3 separate regions of the Mus musculus genome follow, and regions 1 and 3 are each linked to region 2. Evidence: chromatin contacts called from public Hi-C data. All regions are on one chromosome and are shown on one strand. The core of a region is the stretch at or near the end of the contact, and the rest is flanking DNA. Distances in the headings are between cores, read along the strand shown.

The links. A called contact is a pair of places that touch in the nucleus more often than the background predicts.
Region 1: a contact with region 2 is called in a Hi-C map of the N1E-115 cell line, with 4 times the contacts expected there. The contact joins the enhancer-like site here to the promoter of Unc5b in region 2. A contact is called at or near these places in 11 of 39 promoter capture datasets (the 3T3-L1 cell line, the SN4741 cell line, cranial neural crest and 8 more), 1 of 15 datasets of contacts at CTCF or cohesin (the NIH/3T3 cell line), 6 of 484 Hi-C or Micro-C datasets (the AML12 cell line, the N1E-115 cell line, bone marrow-derived macrophages and 3 more), 13 of 115 datasets of contacts at active chromatin or transcription factors (bone marrow-derived macrophages, embryonic forebrain, embryonic hindbrain and 7 more) and 2 of 9 other capture datasets (adipose tissue and embryonic stem cells).
Region 3: a contact with region 2 is called in a Hi-C map of pancreatic cancer cells, with 2.1 times the contacts expected there. The contact joins the enhancer-like site here to the promoter of Unc5b in region 2. A contact is called at or near these places in 3 of 39 promoter capture datasets (the 3T3-L1 cell line, embryonic stem cells and stem cell-derived epiblast-like cells), 1 of 15 datasets of contacts at CTCF or cohesin (the NIH/3T3 cell line), 13 of 484 Hi-C or Micro-C datasets (the AML12 cell line, the CH12 cell line, bone marrow-derived macrophages and 8 more), 6 of 115 datasets of contacts at active chromatin or transcription factors (VIP interneurons, cardiomyocytes, embryonic midbrain and 3 more) and 3 of 9 other capture datasets (embryonic stem cells, liver and pancreatic islet).

The regions. Positions count from the first base shown.
Region 1 is chr10:60,954,016-60,956,831 of GRCm38.p6, forward strand. No RefSeq gene overlaps it. Among named protein-coding and RNA genes, the nearest start is that of Mir466j, 5.3 kb to the right of the region's middle. Within about 2 kb of position 1,381, at least 12 of the 459 cell types and tissues checked have an H3K27ac peak or open chromatin away from gene starts, as enhancers often do. A contact at or near this core is called in the N1E-115 cell line, where this site is marked.
Region 2 is chr10:60,829,914-60,832,918 of GRCm38.p6, forward strand. Unc5b (unc-5 netrin receptor B) reads right to left here and starts at 1,668. Exons shown (of 17, transcript NM_029770.3): 1 at 1,174-1,668. The coding sequence starts at 1,252.
Region 3 is chr10:60,909,838-60,912,835 of GRCm38.p6, forward strand. No RefSeq gene overlaps it. Among named protein-coding and RNA genes, the nearest start is that of Mir6408, 12 kb to the right of the region's middle. Within about 2 kb of position 1,269, at least 1 of the 459 cell types and tissues checked has an H3K27ac peak or open chromatin away from gene starts, as enhancers often do. A contact at or near this core is called in pancreatic cancer cells, where this site is marked.

The DNA.
Region 1 (2,816 bases), core at 131-2,630, 120 kb after region 2:
GGACCTCAGACCTGTCTGGAGAAGCACAGCAGACAGAGAGTAGGACCCTGGGTGGGAAGTGATGAGAACTGGGGACTGGCCTGCCAGCCTCCTCAGCAGCAGGCCATTAAGATGAGCCATGGCTGCCCCAGGACCATCCTTCAGAGCCAGGGATGCTCGCGAAGGGAGGGCCCATTATTCATAGCTAAAGGAAGACTCATTCCGTGCACCAAGCCTTGGCTGGTATTGAACACACCATCACCGTTCTCTTAATAAATGACTTCTGGAGGGTTTAATTAACTTCTTAGCACACTTGGGCAAGCAACCCAACCTCCACTTCTGGGATAAACCTGAGTCAGCCACACAGAGGGCTGGTGGCATCCTTCCTCAGAGACTACCATTGTCCCTGTGGAGTGGAAGTGTCTCTCTAGGGTCTTGGCCAGCCGGACACACCCTGTGCAGGAAGGCTAGGGTCTGGCAACATGGGCAACATGGGTGGCTTGTTCAAGGTTGCATGGCAAACAGAAAGCCAGATAGGCTACAGGTTTAGAATCCAAGCCCTGAGCGGACAGGACCATTCTGGAGGTCTAACCATCTATGCCTCTCTCAGGTCATGGTTGTATTGAATATGCATTTGGCAATCATGGGTTTACTCCTTAGGGGTCAGGGCAAAGCTGGCCTGAGAATCAGTCATGTCTCCTCCTCCTCCATGATCATTGTCACCACAACATCAGCACCACCACCACCACCACCACCACCACCACCACCACCACCATCATCATCATCACAAGAACTTGCCTAGTTCTTTTGAAATCAGATCCTGGGTCATGTTACCTCATCTTGGCCTCTCGTGGCTCTATGAAGCGAGCATGGCTAGACCCCCACATTCATTTTTCTCAAACTACAAGTTGTAGCTCAGAGACATGAAGTCCTCAAAGGCCATCATTGCCTGAAGCTCTGGGTTATTCTGTCTCTCTAGAGAACTTTGTGCCATTGGACCTAACCACTGGACAAGAAGGAGAAACTGAGGACTTGCCCACATTCACTCAGGGAGTAGAGTCAGACATGTCTCCTGATGCCTTGCTGAGCAGAGGGCCCCCTGGACCACATCGATAGCCCATCACCTCTGTTTCATCCCATGGGGTGTGCTCCTCTCCCAACTTGCTCTACTTTCTCAGGCCAGCCCCCACCCTCATGAGACAACCAGAGTAGCATTCTAAGCAGCTAAAACACAACATTTGGGACTAGACTTCTGCCACCTGTGTCTTACTTAGACAAGCCACCCATCTCCTTCCAAGAGCCTGTACTTCTTCATGTGGCAAATTAAGATGGTACCTCCTGGGACACTTAGCTCAGCAACTGATGAGTCAGACTTACTCAGCAAAAGTCATTAGGACAAAGGTTCCACCTTTTGCCTTACACCCAGCTACTGTGGGTGACCTCTCTCTCACACCCTGGAGGGCGCGTCCTATACCTCTGCACAGGTAAAATTGGGACAAAGAGGCCTGAAGGATGCTAGATGCTAGAACAGAGCCCTTGGGCCCGAGGGGAACACACGCTGCAGGCTAATTAATTGTGTAGGGCTGACAGCAGCCAGGGCTGATGCTTCTTGCTGGTAAGCCCAGAGCAAGGAAGGAATAATGCACTCTAATGTGCCGGTCTTCTCCAGGGACCTGTCTTTCATCCCCGACAAAACTAATTAATGACAGCAGTAGATAAACCAAGCCAGCCTGCCCCAGCCCAGAGCAGCTAGGGTTCTTCGAGTAAAGCCTCTTGCTGGCCGGGCTAGGGAAGGCAGTGGCCTAGGGGCTGAGGGAAAGACCTATGACGTCACGGGAGACCAGATCTAAGGAGGGAGGCCTCGTGATCCACTGCATCTGGTGAGGGGTAACAGCACTGGGTTCATACATATTCCTAGCTTAGAGATGCAGCATTCAGACTGTAAACCAGAGGAGTTCCTGTTTCCTCTTGAGGTGTCAAGTGTGGGCAGGGGTCTGGGGAGATCACTCAGTAGGCAAGGTGTTTGCTGTGCAGGCATGTAGGCCTAAGTTCAAATCCCCAGCAACTACATAAAAGCAAGGCTCTGGGTGGGGCATGAGTGTGGGGACAGGCAGATCTCTGGAGATCATTGGCTGGCCAGCCTAGCTAATTGATGAACGCAAAATCAATGAGAGACCCTGTCTGAAAAAAATAAGATGGCCAGGCATGGTGACATGCGCTTTTAATCCCAGCACTCAGGAGGCAGAGGCAGATAGATCTCTAAGTTCTGGGCCAGCCTAGTCTACATAGTGAGTTCTAGTCTAGTCAGAGCTATATAGTGAGACCCTATATCAAATATAATATAATATAATATAATATAATATAATATAGTGGAAGGCAATAGAGGAGACCACCTGACATTGAACCCTGGTCTCTGCACACACATGCGTATGTATACCCATACAAAAGTCTATAACACACATAGTGAACAAGAGCCAGACACGACCAAGGAGGGATGTCCCACCCATGGCTCCTGGTTAGTTAATATCCTCATACCAAAGCACTCACGTCAGTCAGCACAGCTCTCAACCCCTGACACCCATGAGAATCCCCTGAGGGCCGAGGAACTCCAGACTGTAGAGTCAGTTGGGAGGGTTTAATCCTCCTGCAAGTTTCCAGGGAGCAAGAGGCTGAGAGTGGGCCCGTCCTCACTCAGAAACACAGCTCTAGACAGAGAATCAGAGCCTAGGGTTCTTGTCCAGTAGTGGATGCAGGATTTATACAGCGCCCGAGTCAGCACTGGAGTGGAGAGAGGCTCTGTTGTGATCTCTCTGAAGCCAGTAGGCTAATCACCTGGA
Region 2 (3,005 bases), core at 418-2,917:
GTTGTAACTTTACAGCACAAAGCTTGGGGAGAAATAAAAAGTGGGGGGATGTGTTAAAAGCAAGCTCCGGCCGTGGGAAACGTTCGTTACAGAGGAGGGACCTTTAGCTCTTGAAGAAAGAGAGGTGGGGAGGAGAGAGAGAGGATGCCATCATCACTGAGGGTGGTGGGGTGTGTGTCAACTCAATACTTTCTGCTAGTTTCCTTTTCCCATTCTTAGCCTTTGCTCAGGGAGGTCTTTGTCTAGGGTGGCCCTCCAGCCCCCGCACCAGCTTCGGGAGTCGATTCACCCTAACGGCAGTTCACCTGCTTGGGTACCAGAGAGGTTGGTGCGAGTGTCTACTTTTCCTTCCAAGGAAGACGCAGCCCACTTTGCAACGCCCAGCCGAGCTACTACAGAGCCAGCAAGACACTTCCATCTTCGCGATGAGAGGAGAATCGGGGACTTTATAAACTTAGGAGTCCACCAAACCCTCTTAAGAGCATCTTTACTGGGTCCAGGTGCAGTGCAGAGGCGAGCTCACCTGGACACTGAGAATACCAATAACCTATTGAAAATAGGCAAAGTCGAAAGGAGATACATTACGCCCCTCCACTCTCTGCCAACACTCACCCCCAAACAATCCACCAACCACGAAACCTTTTCATACCCGCCCGCGCCGCACCTCCGGAGATCACGGTGTACAGGAGTCGGCCCCTCCCCCTTCAGTAGCTTAAAGCCTTCGGGCCTCGGCTCCCCAAAGGCCGAGAAGAAGCGCTTCCAGGGTTCCGCAGTATCCTGCTCTCTGTCCGCGACCCTCAGAATGCTGCGCGTGCAGCCCGCGGGAGCCTGTACTCAGACCTAAGTTGCAGGCGAACCGCAGAGAACACACACCTGGCCCTGGCAGTGACAGTTTTTCCGTGATAGTCAGGGGTCACTTGGAAGTGAATCAGACCCCATTCCACGGGAAGCAACTATCCCTTGGAGGCAGGAGCAGGGAGCTTCGAGCTTACGTGGCACCCCAGGTGGCCACGCGTCGCCCCCTCTCCCGAGCACCGAAGCTGCCTTTTAACTTGGACGCGTCCACGGCGTTCTCGGAGCGCAGTGACTCCGCCAAGAACCACCCGAACTTGCAGTTGGACGCTGAGACGCGCCAGGACCGCATCCCTGTGTTCCACTCCCTCTCGCACCTACCTGCTAGGCTCGGTGTCGGATCCCAGCAAAGCAGCAGCGCCAGCAGCAGCGCGCTCCGCACCCCGCTCCGGGCCCTCATGCTCCTGTCCCCCGGCCCGGGCGCCTCTCCCTCGGGGTTCTTTCCCGGTCCCCAGCCTCGCCGCCTTCGCCTTCGCCGCCGCCTCGCCGTTCTCGCAGGCGCCCGGCAGCGCCAGCCCGTGCCCTCCGTAGGCGCAGAGGCAACCGCGCAGCGCCGGGAGGCCGCCCGGCGACTAGGAGCGCTCCGGGAGTCGGACGCCGCTGGGGATCCCGGCTCTGGTGCGCCCTTTCCGCGCTCTCCCGCTGCGAGCGCCGTCCGCGCCCTGCTCCGAAGTTGTGCGATCCCAGTGGAGTGCGCTCAGCGGCGCTCGTAGCGGCCGCGCCGCGAAGTCTGTCCGAGTGGGGTGTGTGCTTCCCTCTGCGCCCTGCCGCTCCCCGCGGCTCCGCGCCCTCGCCCGCCCTGCCGCCGGCCACAATGCCCAGCGCCGCCGCGCGCTCGCCCTAGAGTCAGCGGGCCGGGGCGGGGCCTCACGCGATAGAAGGCGGGGCCTGGAGGACGGGGGCGGAGCCACGGGGCCCAGCGAGGGGGGGTACCCTACCGCTGTGTAGGCGCGGCCGAGTTGGGGCCTTATCAGAGGGGATCCTTGAAGAACGCAGGATCCAAAGCACCGGAAAACCGGTCCGCTGAAAGCGGCGGAGTCTACCGGATTTTCTTTCCAAAAATAAAGGAAATAAACATTCGTACACTTCTTAGCTTGGGTGTGAATCAGCTTTCGCTTTTGATTCGGTCTCAAAAGGGGATGGGGGTGTTTAAGAAAAAATGTCAAACACTCAAGTCCTGGTGGAGCGGGGGATGTAGTTGGGGAGTTCCAGCTGTGGATATTTGGGCATGAGTTAGGATCGTGATTGGTTCTGTTTTTCTCCTCGACCCAGGACAGAACTCTTTACGTGGGATCCGGAAGGATGGCTCATCCTAGGATATGGTGAACCAGTCCAATTGAATAAAAGGACGTGTGTGGGGAGGGAACCTGCTGCTGTGTTTTGCTCCGAGCACAAACTTGGTTCTGGTTCTGCTCCTTAAGCGCGTGACCTTGAAGGAGCTGCTTAGCTGTCTCCATCACTGTCACCTGTGAAATGGGGAAGAATGATGTTAGCTGTCTCATAAGGGGTTGAGGAGCAGAATGTGGGAAATAGGTAGAAAGTGGGGGCACAAATGGTGGCATCCCTTCCCAAGGTTCTTGAAGGAAGTCCTTGTCACCCAGAGGTGGGCCCATAAGCTTACGTGACCAGAGGAGACTTGGGAGATGTCTGTGCATCCGCTCACAGGAAGCTCACAGCACTTCCATGTGGGAGCCCACTAACGGGCTAATTCCATAATGCTATAAAGAAGCAGCCCCTACCCCTTATCTGCTGACCTCCTAAGCTTTTCCTCTTTGCAGATCTGGATCAGCCCTCTTCTTCAGGAAGAGAGCAGCCTAGCCAGGTTCTGAAGTCGGGTAGGAGGGTAGAAGGGTGGGAGGGTGGGAGGTATCCAAAAGAACCTAGTATTCCCAAGTTTTTCCTAGATTGGAGAAGAAAGGTTTGGGAGCCATAGTTGCTGACTAAGAGGTTGGTGGTGTGAGGGCAGAGAAGCAAGAAGATCCATGCTAGCTGTGTTTGGGGGAGAGGGAGGCAATGAAAGCGGGATTTCTCGACACCCCCTCTATCCCAACTCCACAAAATGAAGACTGGAGATCTATAGAAGGCTGTGGCTATAGGTGACGCCCCACATCATGGCTGGCCACCCAGGCCCAGTAGGGTGAATCCGGGTGGAG
Region 3 (2,998 bases), core at 19-2,518, 80 kb after region 2:
TGTGTGACTCTCAGACTGTATATCTTTCCTAACATCATTTATTAGCTTTAATTGTATGTTCATTTTCTTAACATATCATTATACATATATCATTTTATGTATTATAAAAACAGAAATGGCTTTAAATCTTACTTTCTAATATGGCTGCTTTTCAATTTTTTTTCCTCACCTCATTCCTCTGCCTAGAATCCAGCACATATTGGAAAGAAGTTAAGGCAAGCATATTTGTTTTCTTTCTGACTTTAGAGCCTACATTCAAGTTTTCTTTCCTTTTAAATGACACCTTTATAAATACATTTTGTGTGTGTGTGTGTGTGTGTGTGTGTGTGTGTGTGTGCCACAGTGTTCATGTGGAGGATGGGGAACAACTTTTGGAAGTCATTTCTCTCCTTCTACTGTGGGGTCCCAGGAATCAAAGGCAGGTTTGTTGGCAACCACCTTTACCTGCTGAGAAATCTCACCCATACCACTTCATATTCAGATGGCTCCAGTGGTTAATTATATAAAACACCTAAGGTCAGAACCAAATCTATGGAAACCCCTCAGTCACAGAGGAGGAGGGAAAATTCCTTTCTTGGAGCAAATAGTACCCTGATGCCCTAACCAAGGCCGGGAGAGGAAGGGAGAGCTCCAGTCAGTACCAGTGCCAACAAAGAACATGGGACTCAGCAAGACATAGTAAGCCAAACATGGGAATATGTGAGCAGATCAATTCATGACTCAGTGAAGTTTCTTTTAAGAACACACAGTTGTTTGACATTCAATATACCTTATTATTTTAATAAGCAAAACAGAAACAAAAAGACATCAAAAAGGTATTGGAGGGGCTGAAGAGAGACTTCAGTAGTTAGGAGGGCTTACTGCATAATCTCAAGGGCCTGAGTTCAGATCTCAGCATCCACGTAATAAGATGAGTGTGGCCTTGTTTGTGCCTGGAACTTCTGCACTGTGGCACGGGGAAAGCAGAGACAGGAAGATCAGGGGTGGGGGGTGTCTAGTTGAAATACGACCCCATGAATTCCAGGTTCAGGGAGAGACCCTGCCTCAAAGAATAAGATGGAGAATGATACAGGAGAATGCCTTTCTCTGGCCCACTTGTGCACACAGGTAAACTCGCCTGCACACACACACACACACTCTCAGAGGGGGGTATTAGACAAAATTGTACACTCCTTCATGATTTAAAGCACCCCCCCAAAGCAACCGTGTCATAAACTAAGCCTAGAAGGGAGCATCCAGAACCCTAGTGAGGACATCTCTGAGTCAGAATGAATACCACAACTTGATGGTAGAAAACCCTGTTTCCACCTGAGCTTGAAAATCAGAGGGGCTCTAGTTGGTGCAAACAGACAAGAAAAAATAGAACAAGATATAAGCTTCATAGGCTGAAAAGATATCAAAGGTGAGCGCTCCCCCCCCCCTCTGTCCCTCTCTCCCTTCCTTCTGTAAATTTATCATCTTCCTATAAAGAAAATCCAAATGGATCAACAGAAAAAAACACTAGGATTGATTAGTGAGGTTGGCATGGTAACAAGATTCAAGGCTAATATGAAAAAAAATATCAATCGTATTTCTAAGCCCTGGAAATGAATAATTAGAAATGCAAATTTAGGAATATCATTTATAATGGCAGGAAATTCAGGAAATAGTTTGGAATAGTGGTAATAAAAATGTGTGTATTTCCTGTCGACTTAAGGTATAAATTATTAGTCACAGCAATTAAAAACTGATCTAAGTAAACAGAGAGTCATGCCAAATCCATGAATCAGAAAATATAACAGTGTGCAGACTCAAAGCCTTTGCCGCCAAAGCCCAGCATGGTGTAAAAAACAACACACTTGCTTGAAACTAAACAAGGAAGCAATAGGCCAATTTGGAGAAAAAGAAAAATATCTCGGATCTTCTTATACCAAATTTCAAGAGTTCCTAATAAGCTATATGAAGGGCAGTGTGGTATTAGCACAATGCTAGTAGATATTTAATTTAATTGAACAGATAAAGTCATAGAACACAAAACAGATAGATGACTGTCCTAACAGGAGTCAATGGTGGCAAGAGATTGAAGGTCATATGTGGGAGATAATCTTCACCGAAGGCCTGAGGAACCAGGTGTTCAAGGGGAAAAGGAAACAGACTCCAAGCCTTACTTCACACCAAACACACGCAAGCACATGTGTGCATGTGCGTGCGTGCGTGCGCGCGCGCACACACACACACACACACACACACACACAGAGTTCAGATGCACCATAAACCAAAGCATAAGTGCTAAAGTTCTGAACTCCCACAATAAAACAGGATAAGTCATTGTGACTTGGAGTTCAACGTAGATTTCATCTCTGATTTTTAAAGAAGCACAAACCATAAAAACTAATAAAATAGGCTTCACACAAACCTAAGACTACTGACAACAGGCTTACCTATCTCCTCACTTCCCTATCAGTATGGCTGAGTGAGAATGGACGGACTGATGGATGAACGGACAGACAGACAGACAGACAGAAGGATGGGTAGATGGGGGGGAATGAATGGATGGATACATACATGGTGTCCTAGTTAAGGTTGCTATTGCTGTAGTAAAACACCATGACCAAAAGCAGCTAGGAGAAAAAGGGTCTTATTTGGAACACACTTCCCCTGCCCTGTCTTTGAAAGAAGCCAGTACAGGAACTCAAACCCGGTAGGAACCTGGGGGCAGGAGCTGATGCAGAGGCCATGGAGGAGTACTGTTTACCGGCTCCACCATCACAGAGAGCTCAGCCTGCTTTCTCATAGAGCCCATGACCACCAGCTCAGGGGTGGCACCACCCACAATAGGCTGGGCCCTTCCCAATCAATTACTAATTAAGAAAATGCCCTACAGGTTTGCCTATGGCCAGATCTTGTGGAGGCGTTTTTCTTGATAGAGGTTTTTCCTCTTTTCAGATGACTCTAGCTTGTGTCAAGTTGACATGAAATTAGCCAGTGCCGATAAGAACATGACAGAGGGGCAAGAAAA